Linked DNA regions of Mus musculus: region 1 is linked to region 2. Evidence: chromatin contacts called from public targeted proximity ligation data. All regions are on one chromosome and are shown on one strand. The core of a region is the stretch at or near the end of the contact, and the rest is flanking DNA. Distances in the headings are between cores, read along the strand shown.

Region 1 (6,264 bases), core at 2,904-5,403, 1.1 Mb before region 2:
CCAGAGTGTTATCTCTCATCTAAAACAACAGTCAACAACAAAACCATGCACTGACTGGATGGTTATTGGGAACTCCTGATTGTCCAGCATTTCATTTGCAAAGCCACAGAGTAAGGAATACCCCCAAATTATATCTAATCTCATGCCTCAGAGCTGCAAAGAGCTCTAAGACAGCAAAGGATAGATGCCACTCAGAATCTAGAGATAGATAAATGCCTTTGGAAAGAAGTCCCTGAACACTAGATTCCTGCACAAGAACTTCCTGACCTCGCCTTCTCCTTAGACTCTTACATCCACATCCCACCCATGACCAAGGCTCTGCACCTAGAAAAGAATTGTGCACGTCATTGTCCCTCCAAGATGCTAGAATATACATGTCTTCTTATCTGCCCTAATTCTCTTATTCCAATCGAAGCCTTCTGTTTGAACAGGGAGGGTACAGGACCCATCTAGAAGTCAAATTTCTCAGGACTTCGTTGTCAGAATTCTACAATGGAAGGAGCAAAATACCTGCAATGCAGTTCAGTATCTTTCCCCTACAGGACTGGCCAAGGAGAGCATAGATGTGATATGACACAGTACTGTGAGGAAAAGTATGAACAGAGACTGGTGAGGGTCTCTGGCCATAGTGTTTCTGAGCTTAATAAAGCGAAGCCTTTCTTAATAGTTTCCAGGATTACATCCCCCCCCCCCGCCCCGCATCAGTTTTCTTATTTAAATAAAAAGATGTAAGAAAAAAATGGTTTGGATTCTACTTTCGTTTCAATCAGAGAAACTGAAAAATTCCAAGTATCATGTGATTTGATAACAATGCTCCAATACATCTAGAGTGCACCAGGACATGGCCTTTTTATGGCTATGGATGCTCCAGTCTTGGCCAACAGATACTCATCCCAGGATTTTCCCTGTTGTTTTTGTTGTTTTCACAACTTACATTGCTAAAGAGGGAAGAAGAAAACACATATGTATAGGTAGGTATATGTACAACCCTTGGATGAAATCATGAATAACAGTGAGGACAAAGTCTTCAAACGCAGTGAGAAAATAAATTAATTTATTCCCTAGTTCGTTAGTGCACAGCATTCTACTCCAAGTGGCCAGCTGAAGCAATGAGGTATAGAGGAAAGTATTCCCAACTGACTCATCTAGCATCTTCATGCAGAACCGGGAGATGAGAACGCATGCCACACATTCTTCTCAGAAGTCAATACCCAGGAGAACCCCTCCATTATGCACTGTGCCCTCTAGGCAGTGGGAGATGAGGCTCAGAGGGCACTTCCAGGGAGGTCCACATTGTAAAGTCATGGTGATGGAGATTCTGACATAGTCAGGATCATGCCAGTCTATGTCCATCACTATAGAAGTCATGGCAGAAGGAGCTAAAGGACCACCGTCTTCCTTCATCATCTTTTTAAAGGCGTGTGTGATCTTCCAGGGAACTTCTATTTTTGTCTCTTTCTGGAAGCTCCTCAGTTGGTTCAATGGTTTGCCCAAATCCCAAGTTGCAGTGTGTTCTTGAAAGGGAGTAATCATTCCTTTTTAAATCTACAAAGAAAGAAAGATAGTTTCAGTAGATGACATAGATCACATTGATTCATGCAGGTGGACTGGACATCAGGCTTAGTCAAAGGGTTCAGGGAATCTCTGCTGCCCCAGGACTTGGGCATATGGATTCCAAACACTCAACCATATCTAAGCCCAGGCTCTCTGCATCCCATGACTATGTGAAACTCTAACTCCATATGCTGTCATGGTGTGAGGCACAGGCCACCATCTAGTAGGGAGAGAAGATGTGACTGGCCCAAGTTAAGTGAGGTCCAGTACGAAATGGGAACCTTTAGAAGGATCAGAGGGATGGGTTGAAACAGTTGCAAGAAAGTTCTCCGCAGCTCTGTGGCTACCTACAAAAGTTTCACCATCTCAAGATCATATCAAATGTTTCCTAAGCCTTGCCTCTTCTGCTTACAAAGGAAAGTTAAAAACATGGCCGATGGGGTAAGCTTTGGGAAGACTGGCTATAGGAAAAATGACATTAAATGTTACATGCATCTTTTTATGCTGTGATTCATGACCAGATTTCAGGCTGCAGCTGCGGGATGATTGACACATTCACCAGCTCCTGCCTCCTTTACTGATGGACTTCAGCCCAGCCCTAACCCCTTCCTGGGTTCCTGATGACCAGCCCAGAGGACACAGTGCTGTGCATTGACCTCTTTGCCCATTCACTGTGAATTCACATCATGGGCAGTTATGTGAGTGCAGCCTTCTTCACTCCTTTGTTAGCCTTGAGCGAACAGGGCTCATGGGCTAGACACTGTGGGTGCCAGCATTAGGAAATCAAGGGTATCACTCAGGGTGAGAGCATGTAGCTGGGGGTGGATGTATGAAGCCCTGAGCTTAACCTCTGGTACCAGGAGGAAAAATTCATATTTCTTGGTTTAATTTTTAATGTTAAATGGTGATTTTCCTACATAAAAAAATGAACTCATGAGTATGTATACTAACATATATTTAATAATATAGCCAACATTTATTGATCATATACATAAAAATAAATCCTTATCTCAACTTTGTGTCAGATACAATTATCTCTTACTTGCAGATGAAGATGTTAAAGGTCAAAGCCTTGTATTCAGTGGAGAGCAGAACAGGGCTACATGACCCTACCTGGGCCAAGATTTCAGATTCTTATGCATTGCCTTAACCTGCCTCTGCCTTAAAAATAAATAAAACATAAAAAGTAAAGGTACTTCTTATTCTGTTCTCCAAACTAAACGTGTTTGCTGTCACGCTTTGTGCCCAGAGTTGCATCCCCAGACTCCACATGTGGAGGAAGAAAAGCCACAAGGCTTCCAGCCTACCATGGCATGCCAACATACAAACATGAACCCTACACCATATTCAACAATTAACTAGGCCCAAAGGTTGGAACCTATGAGTAATGTCTCAAGCCTGCCTGGCTCCTAGATGATCAGATACAGTCCTGGGTCTTTGAGCATAGAAGCTGCCCTGTCCGGGCTACAGTGAGTCAGACAGGGCAGAGTCCAGTGCCTAAGGATGAAGATTCCTGAGTGGATTCCAGGCCACAACTGAGGGATGAGTCAGATATTCACGAGCTCCTGCCTCCCTGCCTAGAGTTCTGATATCCCTCAGCCAGCCCCAACCCCTGCCTGGGTTCCTGATGACCAATGCAGGGCACAGTGTTGCACAGTGTTGTACAGTGATCCCTTTGACCATCGGCCACGAGCTCACACTGTGGGCAGTTAGGAGAATGCAGCCTCCTTCTTTGCTCCTCTGGCATTCTTCTTCCATATCTGCCCCTGCATGATGACACACTCTATTTTGACTGATGGAGGAAAGAAGACCCAGAAGTCTAATTCTAATCCCTTTGCTTTGTTAAGTCTTGCTCACAAAAGCCTCCCTCAATTTCAACAGAATTAGAAATTGCCCATTTTTGTTATGGAAGTACATAGGTCCACCCTGGGTTGTAGTGGAAGTTAATCTTTTTTCTGATTTCTAGTTCAGGGTATGACTTTTTCAGAAAGAGAGGGTGGGGGGAGGAAAGAGAGGAAAGAAGGGAGGGAGGGAAGGGAGGGAGGGAGGGAGGGAGGGAGGGAGGGAGGGAGGGAGGGAGGGAGGGAGGGAGAGACAAAGTGCCTATGGCCTATGTTGCTCAAGCTGAAGGTGAGTTCCTGGACTATGGTGAGCCTCCTGCCTCTGCCTCTGCAACATCTTCAGCTATAGGTGTAGCCACAATACCCCACTCAGGACTGCACCTTTCGATATGTGAAATTCCAAATTCCAGGGTAAGAAAACAGTTGCTATGACCCAGGAAAGAGTTAAGCAGACAGCAAGCATCCTTTCTGAGAAGGACAAATAGACTCCAGCAGAGCCAGAATTTCTCAAGCACACACACACACACACACACTGCGATCAAAATTTAATGTGGCAGGTGTGGGGGCTGGGAATGTAGCCCAGTAGTAGAGTGCCGGCTAGTAGGACAGAGTACTGGGTTCTAAGCCCACTGCTGTAAAACAAACAAACAAACGAGGGAATAAAGCAGTGGTTGTTACAGCTTAAAGCAGTGCTTTAACTGACAGCCTTTCTTCTCTCTGAGCCACACCCTCTCCGGTGCCCAATGGGCAAGCTGGAACGGAATAAAAATGCTCCAGGCATGCCATCTGCAAGCAAACAGGACATTGGAAGGGAAGCGAGGGGCCTTCGTCCTGTTTCATTCCCTTTAAGTAGGTGGAACGTTTTTTCTCTGGGCCGACTGTGACCAGCTTTGGGCCCCAGGTTGTTTTATCGCATTTTGGCAGAGCCTCAAGCAAATCCCTGTCCTTTTTTAATCCCTCCTGAGACTTGAAATTTTTCACTCAGAAAGTCAAGCTTGTGAATAGCTGCTAGTGAGATAAAAATGCGGTTAAGATTTTGACTCGATCCTGAGTTATAATAACTGTTATTCTATGAGAGTTCTTCGGAAGAAACAGTCACCGCGGCGGCTTACCCGGCAGTCTGAGCTTCCCACAGCAGGAGTTGCAGCGATGTTTTGCAATGAAGCTTCTAATTGCATCTTCCCCTAAATTGGCCGGTCCAAACACCATCCCTCTTGATCTAGAGGAAATATCAGAATATCAATTAGATCACAGCCGAGAAAAAGGAGTCCAACTAGGATTCTCTGAGATTGCGAACAGTATCCCTTAGTAACCTAGCCACTTAAAGGAGCCAACAAAGAACAGAGCACTTTGGGGAAGGAACAATGTTAGGTTTGCAAATTTAAAATTCAAATGCACTTAAATCTTTGTACCCAACTCCAAGACCTACTGTGAAACTCATTCCAACACTAATCTGATAGAAGAGTGAATTTTCGATGTGGTACATTAAAACAAAATACAGTGAAACCCTTTTTAATGCATATGGTGTGAGAGAATGGCATTCATTATCATACGCTCTACTAAAACACCCCAAAGGTAAAGGGTAGAATAACTTTGCTATAGCACACACCTTCTAAAACAGACGCCTGTGCACTGCTCTGCACCCAAATCCTCTTCTGAAAAATGACTCTTCCCCAAATCAAACACCTCACTAGACACCAGAGCACCTAGACTCCTGGCTTTTTAAAAGCCACTTTTTGACTCTACAAACTGTTTTAACCGGGTTCTTTGTGGAAAGCCAAGACAACTAATAGCCAAAAAGTTTGTGGAAAGAGAAGGCAGATGCCCAGAGTAAGTAGCAGACTTAATTACAAGTAGTGTTGGTATCTCTGAGACACGTTTTGCACTTTCTAACATAAAGATCCTCAGCAGATTCTAGGCGTGCTCCTCATACAACCATTACTCTTTAGACTTTGACCCTCCGCATGACACAGGACAGAGCACACCAGAAATGCCTCCAAAGAAAGCTGATGAAAGCTAATATTTCATTTTAATGATGAGCATAGTGGAAACAGCACATTTTAAAATCTGAACTCAATTACCGCTCTTAAATACCACGTCTTAAGAGGGGACGGGGGCGGGGGGGGGGAGCACAGGAGAGAATCACAAAGGGAAACAATAAACTTTGCTTCTGAGGAATGTGGTTTTTCAAAAGGGACATGGTGTAAAAGTGGGCTTTTTTTTCCACCGGAGGATTAAAACATTTATCTCAATTTCCACTTCCTTTTGGCCGAAGAACAGTGGCTCTCTGAAGATGTGCCAAGCTCAGGATGAGGGCTGATGTCAGTTTGATCTCAGATTGCCTCCCTCTCTGTAGGTGGAGAAAGCCTCTTGGGAAGACAGACTGGAAAGACACTGGGGATTAACTTTCCTGGTCACCCAATCGCTCTCACAAGGCAGAGCTCTGGTGGTATTTACCCTGCAGTAGAAGTTGCTTCTTGTTAACTATGCCTGGATTTCAGTCCAGCTGGAGAGACACTACCTTAGTCAGGTGAAACTGAAGGTGGCACAAAAAAAAAAAAAAAAAGCAGACTCACTTGGTATTTAGACCAGAACTCTCGGATCTGATAAAGTGAGAGATGAAGGTATTTATTCAGCCATTAGCATGGAAGACTCTGTTTGGAGTCTCTGTGCGACCTCATTGGAAATTTTCACTGGTTTGTATCCCCTACCAGCCATTTCCGTCATCCCAGGAAGGCATAAAGACACCCAACTAAGATATAATGCCTTCAAGTAATTTATGGAAGCTATTTGCCTCTATGAGCTGTGTGAAAGTTAAAATAAAATGACCAAAATCACTACAAAATTTATATATCAGGACCAAAATTCC
Region 2 (6,095 bases), core at 2,097-4,596:
CTATCATCAAAAATGGCTTTCTGTTGAACTCCATGATTTTATCTATTAAGTAAAATTGGACAATGTGCTATCTAATTTCTCCTTCAACTTTGATGTTCTAATGAATGACACTAGGACTTGAAATATATTTGGCTCTGCGCCTAGCATATAACAAATGCCTAATAAATGTGGCTTATTTGCATAACTTATTACTATTACCATTATTAAATCTGATGAATTTTTATTGCTATTCCTGAATTTCACATATCGGAAAGCTGTTTGGGATCACGTGACTCAGTGACTCTGCCGCTGAGCTGTAAAAAATCTAGCCACATTTTTCCCCTTGGTTGGCTCCAAAGTACCTATTATGAATTTATCATTGAATTACCAAATTTAAACCTAGAAGTAATTTTAAAGGTTAATTTTCATTGAGGTAGAAATGAAGCAAACTCTTCCTAGAATAATTTCAGTTTTCGAGGTCAAGATACGCCCTCATGGGGTTCTTGTGCATTTTAGTGGACTTCTTCTCTGCTGTTTAGATTTCACTTAAGGATTCTTTTAGAGCTGTAAGGGACCTTGGCAAAGAGGCCAAACACCAGTGAAGCCTCATTGTCAAGTCGTAACTTACTAGGTATAAAACAGGGTAAACACGTAAAACTGTCTCATTTCATGCTGTATGGCAGTGATAGAGGGAACATAGATGTCAAACCTTGAGATGTTACTTCTTTTTTTTATCCAAAGCTTTAATTTGGACATCTTGTCTAATGTCAGCAATGGCTTTGGCACCACCATGCCATCAGCTACCCCTCCCCCACTGCCCTTTGGCTTCTGAGTATTTATGATAAGACTGACTGTCATAACTAGCATACCTAAAGTGCCAGAGCCATGCATCCCTTTGCTGTAGCCCTGAGTCCTTATCTGAAAGTTGCATTCTTGGCCAAAGGAGACTCCATTCAAGGAAGCTAAGGAGCTAATGAAGACTCTTAACTCAGGAGGAAGTTTCTTTATCGACAGATAGAGATATCTTCTTTCTATTTTTTTTTTAATCAGGCTTAGTGGTAAATGCTGTCTCACCAGCTGGGTTTTCTCTTTTAAATACACTTATATCAAAAGGGAAGACCCCTCCCTTTAAGACACTAAACCTTGATGTGAGAATTGGCTGAGTGATTCTCCCCAACTCATACCTTCATTATAATTGGGTATGTCAAACAGAAGACACTTGCAGAAAGCAAGAATGTTAGTGGAAAAGAAAGATAAATACATCATAGAAAAATTAGTAATGAGCAATTTGTTATCCTGGGGGAAAAGGTTTTAGCTTCCAGGAGACTCAGGCATTTCTCTTTACTTAATCCACAATTCAAACCCAGAGGCAACATGGCTTTCAAAGTGCATGTGTGTGTGTGTGTGTGTGTGTGTGTGTGTGTGTGTGTGTGTGCTGTTGATAGATTTCCAGAATCCTAGAGAGAAATCTACAGGCCATGTCTCAAGCTTGACTCTCAAAGTACTTTGTACTGGGACCATCCTCTTGCTGTTGATCAAGTTCAGATATGCTCTCTTGCCCAACCGAGAACAAATCCATGCAATTCTGTCTCTTACATATGTGCTGAGATTTAGATCATCAGTTAACTCTGATTGTTCTATCTGGAATTCAGCAACTTTTAATAGCATGGATGCAGATGGTCACCCTGGCAATTAGCAAATCTCCCTGTCCCTGTCCCTGTCCCTGTCCCTCTCCCTCTCCCTCCTCTCTCTCCCCTTCCTCCCTCCCTCCCTCCCTGCCCCCTTACTCTGGAATCTATGGTTGAGAGGGGTGGTAAGAGGTCTGTCCAAAGGGACTGGCCAGTAGCCAGACTATACGGACTCTAGAGCCAAGCAAAATGCCTAGGTTTCTCTCTTTACAAAAATAATGCCAAGTAACAATGAGCATTTTCTTTAGAGAATTCTGAGCCTAAATTCCACCAATATTTTGTGCCCCACCCCCGACTATGTCCAGCACAATCTGATAGGAATCATAGACCAGGCCCTTGAAACAGATGTGTTAAACTAGCCAAATAAATAAATCAATAGAATGCATGCCTTTCTGCAGCATGTATCTGCTTTTCTCATCTACCTCTTGATCTGTAATGTATGGGCATTGTTATTTGAATTTGTTTGAAAGAAAAAAAATATAATCTATTTATACAATATGCAAAATCTATAAAATTTATGCTCCAAGGTGCTAGTAGATTTAAGCTTGCAGATATCCTTCAGACAGTTAAATCATCCTGAGATGGGTTAATCTCAGACACAGTCAACTAGTCTTTAGGAAGAATGACAAGGGATTGGAAGAGGAGAGGGATAGGATGTGAGGGCTTCGGACAGCTGCTTCTTTTAAGGTTAGGCAAACCATTTCATAAAGACCAATTTTTCTTTTTACAAGAAACTACTCTTTGGCCCCTCACCTGCAAAAGACAAGGTGGTTAGAGAAGTCTGAAGAAGGCCAGACACCATTCCCTGTTGTGTCTGAAGTCATGGTACTTTAACGCAGACTTGGTGGCATTTCATCTGACTTCCTCTGTGGTCCTTTTTATATTACTCTCCCCCTCTGCTCTGGTGACATACTTGGAAAGTTGGAAAACTCTCCTTGCTGAGGTAAATGAAGCCCTTGGAGATAAGGACACAGAAACGAATGACCGAATGGCCGCTCCCTTGGAACCCACACTTATCCGTTCTCTAGTACTGTAGATATTCATAGAAATATCTTTCCATGCTCTAAGCAGGGATTTCACCCTCCTGTGATGTTGCTGCTGAGTATCAGAATGGCTGATCTCCCAAGTCAACAGGCGACAGACTTTTGGCTTTGGCTTTTGTAAGAGTGAATGATACTTAACTGTCCTGTGTGACAGCTTCTCCGGGGAGCAGAATGCGCAAAATAAACAGTTACTGAAAAGCATAAAGAATTAGTGAAGTGAAAATCTCGATATTTGTTTTGAAATTGAGACAGGAGTGACCTTAAAATGCTCAGTCCTGGGCGTTTAGCGCCGGGATGAATGAATCTTTGCCCATACTTCCCTCTCATTATCCTGTAAATCTTAGACTTTCCAGAGTAACGGGAAATTAATTCAAATGCAGCCCGGCGGAATAAAAAGGATAGAAATCAAGACTCCGGAGGCACTCTCCTCTCAGCCCTTTGGGGAGAGGACTTCACTGGCCCGACCCTGGAGTTTACAGCAGGGAGAACAGGGAGGCGCTAGGACCTGGGTGGCTCCTGGCTGAGGCCCCGCTCGTGAGGGCGGAGGAGTAGAGGAGGAGGGAGATGTGGGAAAGGAGGGGTGCTCCGGGGGGCGGGGGAGTCATTTATGCGGAGCGGGCGCCGCTGCCGTCGCCACTCACAGTCCCGGCGCGCTGCTCGGAGCCGGAGGGAGCGCAGCGAGAGGGCGAGCGAGCGAGCGAGCGCTTGGAGCCGGGTTCAGCAGAGGGGGCGCCCGGCCGCTGCTTGCGCTCCGGCCGGTCGTTTCCACGGAGCTCCAGGGCCGGAGAGGAGCAAGAGGCAAACGAAGAGTCCAAGAGCAAAGCCGGGAGAGCCCGCGGCGGAGGCTCCAGTCCCACTCCGCCGCCTCCCGTGCAAGCCGGGGAGCGATCGCTCAACGCCCCGCCGGCCCAGAGCCCGTCACCCCGTCCCCTCTGCCCCAGGCATGGTCTAAGAGCCTGAGAGGGGCTAGCTGTTCTGCTCTGCTCCCGGGCTCTCAGCCTCCTACCGACCGCTCCCGGCTGCGCGCCCCGCCGGCCCAGGCCGGAGAAGTTAGTTGTGCGCGCTGCTTAGCGCGCGAGCCAGCGGGCGGGCGAAGGCGGCGAAGCGTCGGGACCATGGACTGGGACTGGGGGAACCGCTGCAGCCGCCCGGGACGGCGGGACCTGCTGTGCGTGCTGGCACTGCTCGCCGGCTGTCTGCTCCCGGTATGCCGGACGCGCGTCTACACCAACCACTGGGCAGTGAAGATCGCCGGCGGCTTCGCGGAGGCAGATCGCATAGCCAGCAAGTACGGATTCATCAACGTAGGACAGGTAACCAACCCCCGGTGACACAGGCTCTGCACCCAGAAGCTAGTCGTTTGGGGGCTTCTTGTCCCCTCCGCTTCGACCCCTCCCCCTTTTCCAGATGTGCTTCTGCAGCTGTGGCCCGAACTCTAGGGCGATGCTCTCTCCAACGCGCTCGTTGCACAGTCACACACATGCCCCGAAGTTGCTGGGATCTCTGTTTAATTTGTTTTTACAAGCAATGAGGGACAGGTAGGGTCTGTGGAAAATATGGAGTGCCCTTGGACAGGTTGAGACTCGCCTGGACCTTTGGACCTGGGAAGTCCAGAAGCGCTATTTAGCTTGAGGAAATAGCCCTGCGAGTGGCTGTGGCAGGGAAGGTTGAGACTTTTGGAGGCCAAGGAGTGAGAACGCCCCTGGTTCTAACTGGGAGAGAAAAGCCTGGATTAACCTCCTGGGCCACAGAATTGCTGTGCTCTGGAGGGCTTTGAGTGCGGCGTCTGGAAGGGAGGTGGTGGGGAGAGAGGAAGGGGGCGGGACACTGGGAGGGAAGCACGGATTTAGGGGGGTCCTGGCTGCTGCCTCTCTTGGCCAGGATCCAAATGTGGGCCCCCGGAGCTGGGTGGGGAGGAACCTGGGAGACATTGAAAGCGGCTGAAATGTTCTGCTCCGGGAACTTGGGAATCTTCTACTGGCGTGGAACCTGGGGTACCCGGTTGTGGCGTGTGGCAGGAATGCTTTGCTGAGGTGCCTTTGGTGGGTTTTCGTTCGATTTGCCATGCTGAGGGAAATGCCAATACATTTTATGGGACCCTTGGCAGCGCCACCGATTTGTATTCTGGCTTAAATGGCCTGGATTTCAATGTCCTCTTCCCCATGTCCCTACCAAAAACTGGACTGGAGAGGGCTCCGTTAAATGCCCCTCCTAAGGACCTCACAACTTCTTTGGAACTGATCCAGGGAGGGAGCCCTGCCGCGGCTCTGACGCGACTAGAATTGAAAGTAAAGCCAAGGTGGGAGGGCCCTAGGGGCGTTTGGGGGCGTTCACACGGTGCTTCAAGGCTGCGGGACAGGAAGGTGCCCACTAATACTGCTGAAGCACGAGGGCACAGATGGTTTCTGAGAACCGTTTCCTTAGAACTCCACACCTACGATGGCGGGATGGTTGGACAGCCCTCGCTCTGTCCACTGGGGGGAAGTGGTCAGGAGCAGAGCTGCTGTGCCTGCTTCTAGAAACAAGCTGGGGAGCAGCTGTGAGAGTTCAGAGGACAAGAGGGCTGGCAAGGTCTTGCTCTTTACCCTGCCTCCTGTAGGGAGGATGTATTCCAGAGAAGCCAGTTCCGTGGAGGACTGAGACCAGGGCAAGGCATAGCTTATGTTCTATTCCCCACCCTTTCTTTCCCTTGGTCCCCTAAAGAATTCAGATTTTGTTGCCAGAGTGCCCATCACCTGCAGGAGAACTGCCTCTTGGAGTTCTATTGACCTCTTCTGTGAAAGATACCCTGAGTCCATTCTGGTCTTTTCACAGTTGAGCCCTGAATGTCCCTCAGTGGTGGTAAGGGGAAAAGAACATATCTCTGATCTTTCACGAGACATTTTCAATTCAGCCAACATTAAGCATCTTCTATGCCAGTTGTATTAGGGAGGCTAAGTTCTCAAAATCACACTGATTTCTTAATTTCAGAAACAACATTGACAAACAAGAGATTAGGAGCTTGGGACAGGAGGCTGATCCCCACATACAAAGCCACAGTAGGGACCTAAGATTGTGATTCAGGCTGGCTCTTCTGTGCATCTTGCCAATTAGAGAATACTTCCACCCAATGTGCAGAAGGAACAAGTAAAATTCCCATACTCCTGAATAATGATTGGGTAGCTCAGTACACTGGAAGCAAATATCCAGTCATGGCTCACTAATATTTAGTTTAAAAGGACCTGGACTTGGAAATACTAGGATGCTTCTAACTTGAAGGGTAGAGAGACTCCTGTCCTCCTGGACTCAGAATAGAGCTTAGAGTTCAGAATCCCACAGCCTCTAGTTAGAGGGGAGAGAGAACTCCTCTCTCATCCATTTTAAACATGTAAACATGTTAGTATCC

What was found.
Region 1: a contact with region 2 is called in a targeted proximity ligation map of stem cell-derived neural progenitor cells, with 7 times the contacts expected there. A contact is called at or near these places in 5 of 39 promoter capture datasets (the C10 cell line, the HPC-7 cell line, HPC-7-derived erythroid cells and 2 more) and 1 of 130 datasets of targeted methods (stem cell-derived neural progenitor cells).

Annotation. Positions count from the first base shown.
Region 1 is chr19:18,887,285-18,893,548 of GRCm38.p6, reverse strand. It overlaps Trpm6 (transient receptor potential cation channel, subfamily M, member 6), which reads right to left. Exons shown (of 39, transcript NM_153417.2): 38 at 4,508-4,614; 39 at 1,038-1,545. The coding sequence ends at 1,412. Among named protein-coding and RNA genes, the nearest start is that of Gm41814, 140 kb to the right of the region's middle.
Region 2 is chr19:17,834,883-17,840,977 of GRCm38.p6, reverse strand. Pcsk5 (proprotein convertase subtilisin/kexin type 5) reads left to right here and starts at 3,346. Exons shown (of 38, transcript NM_001190483.2): 1 at 3,346-4,023. The coding sequence starts at 3,826.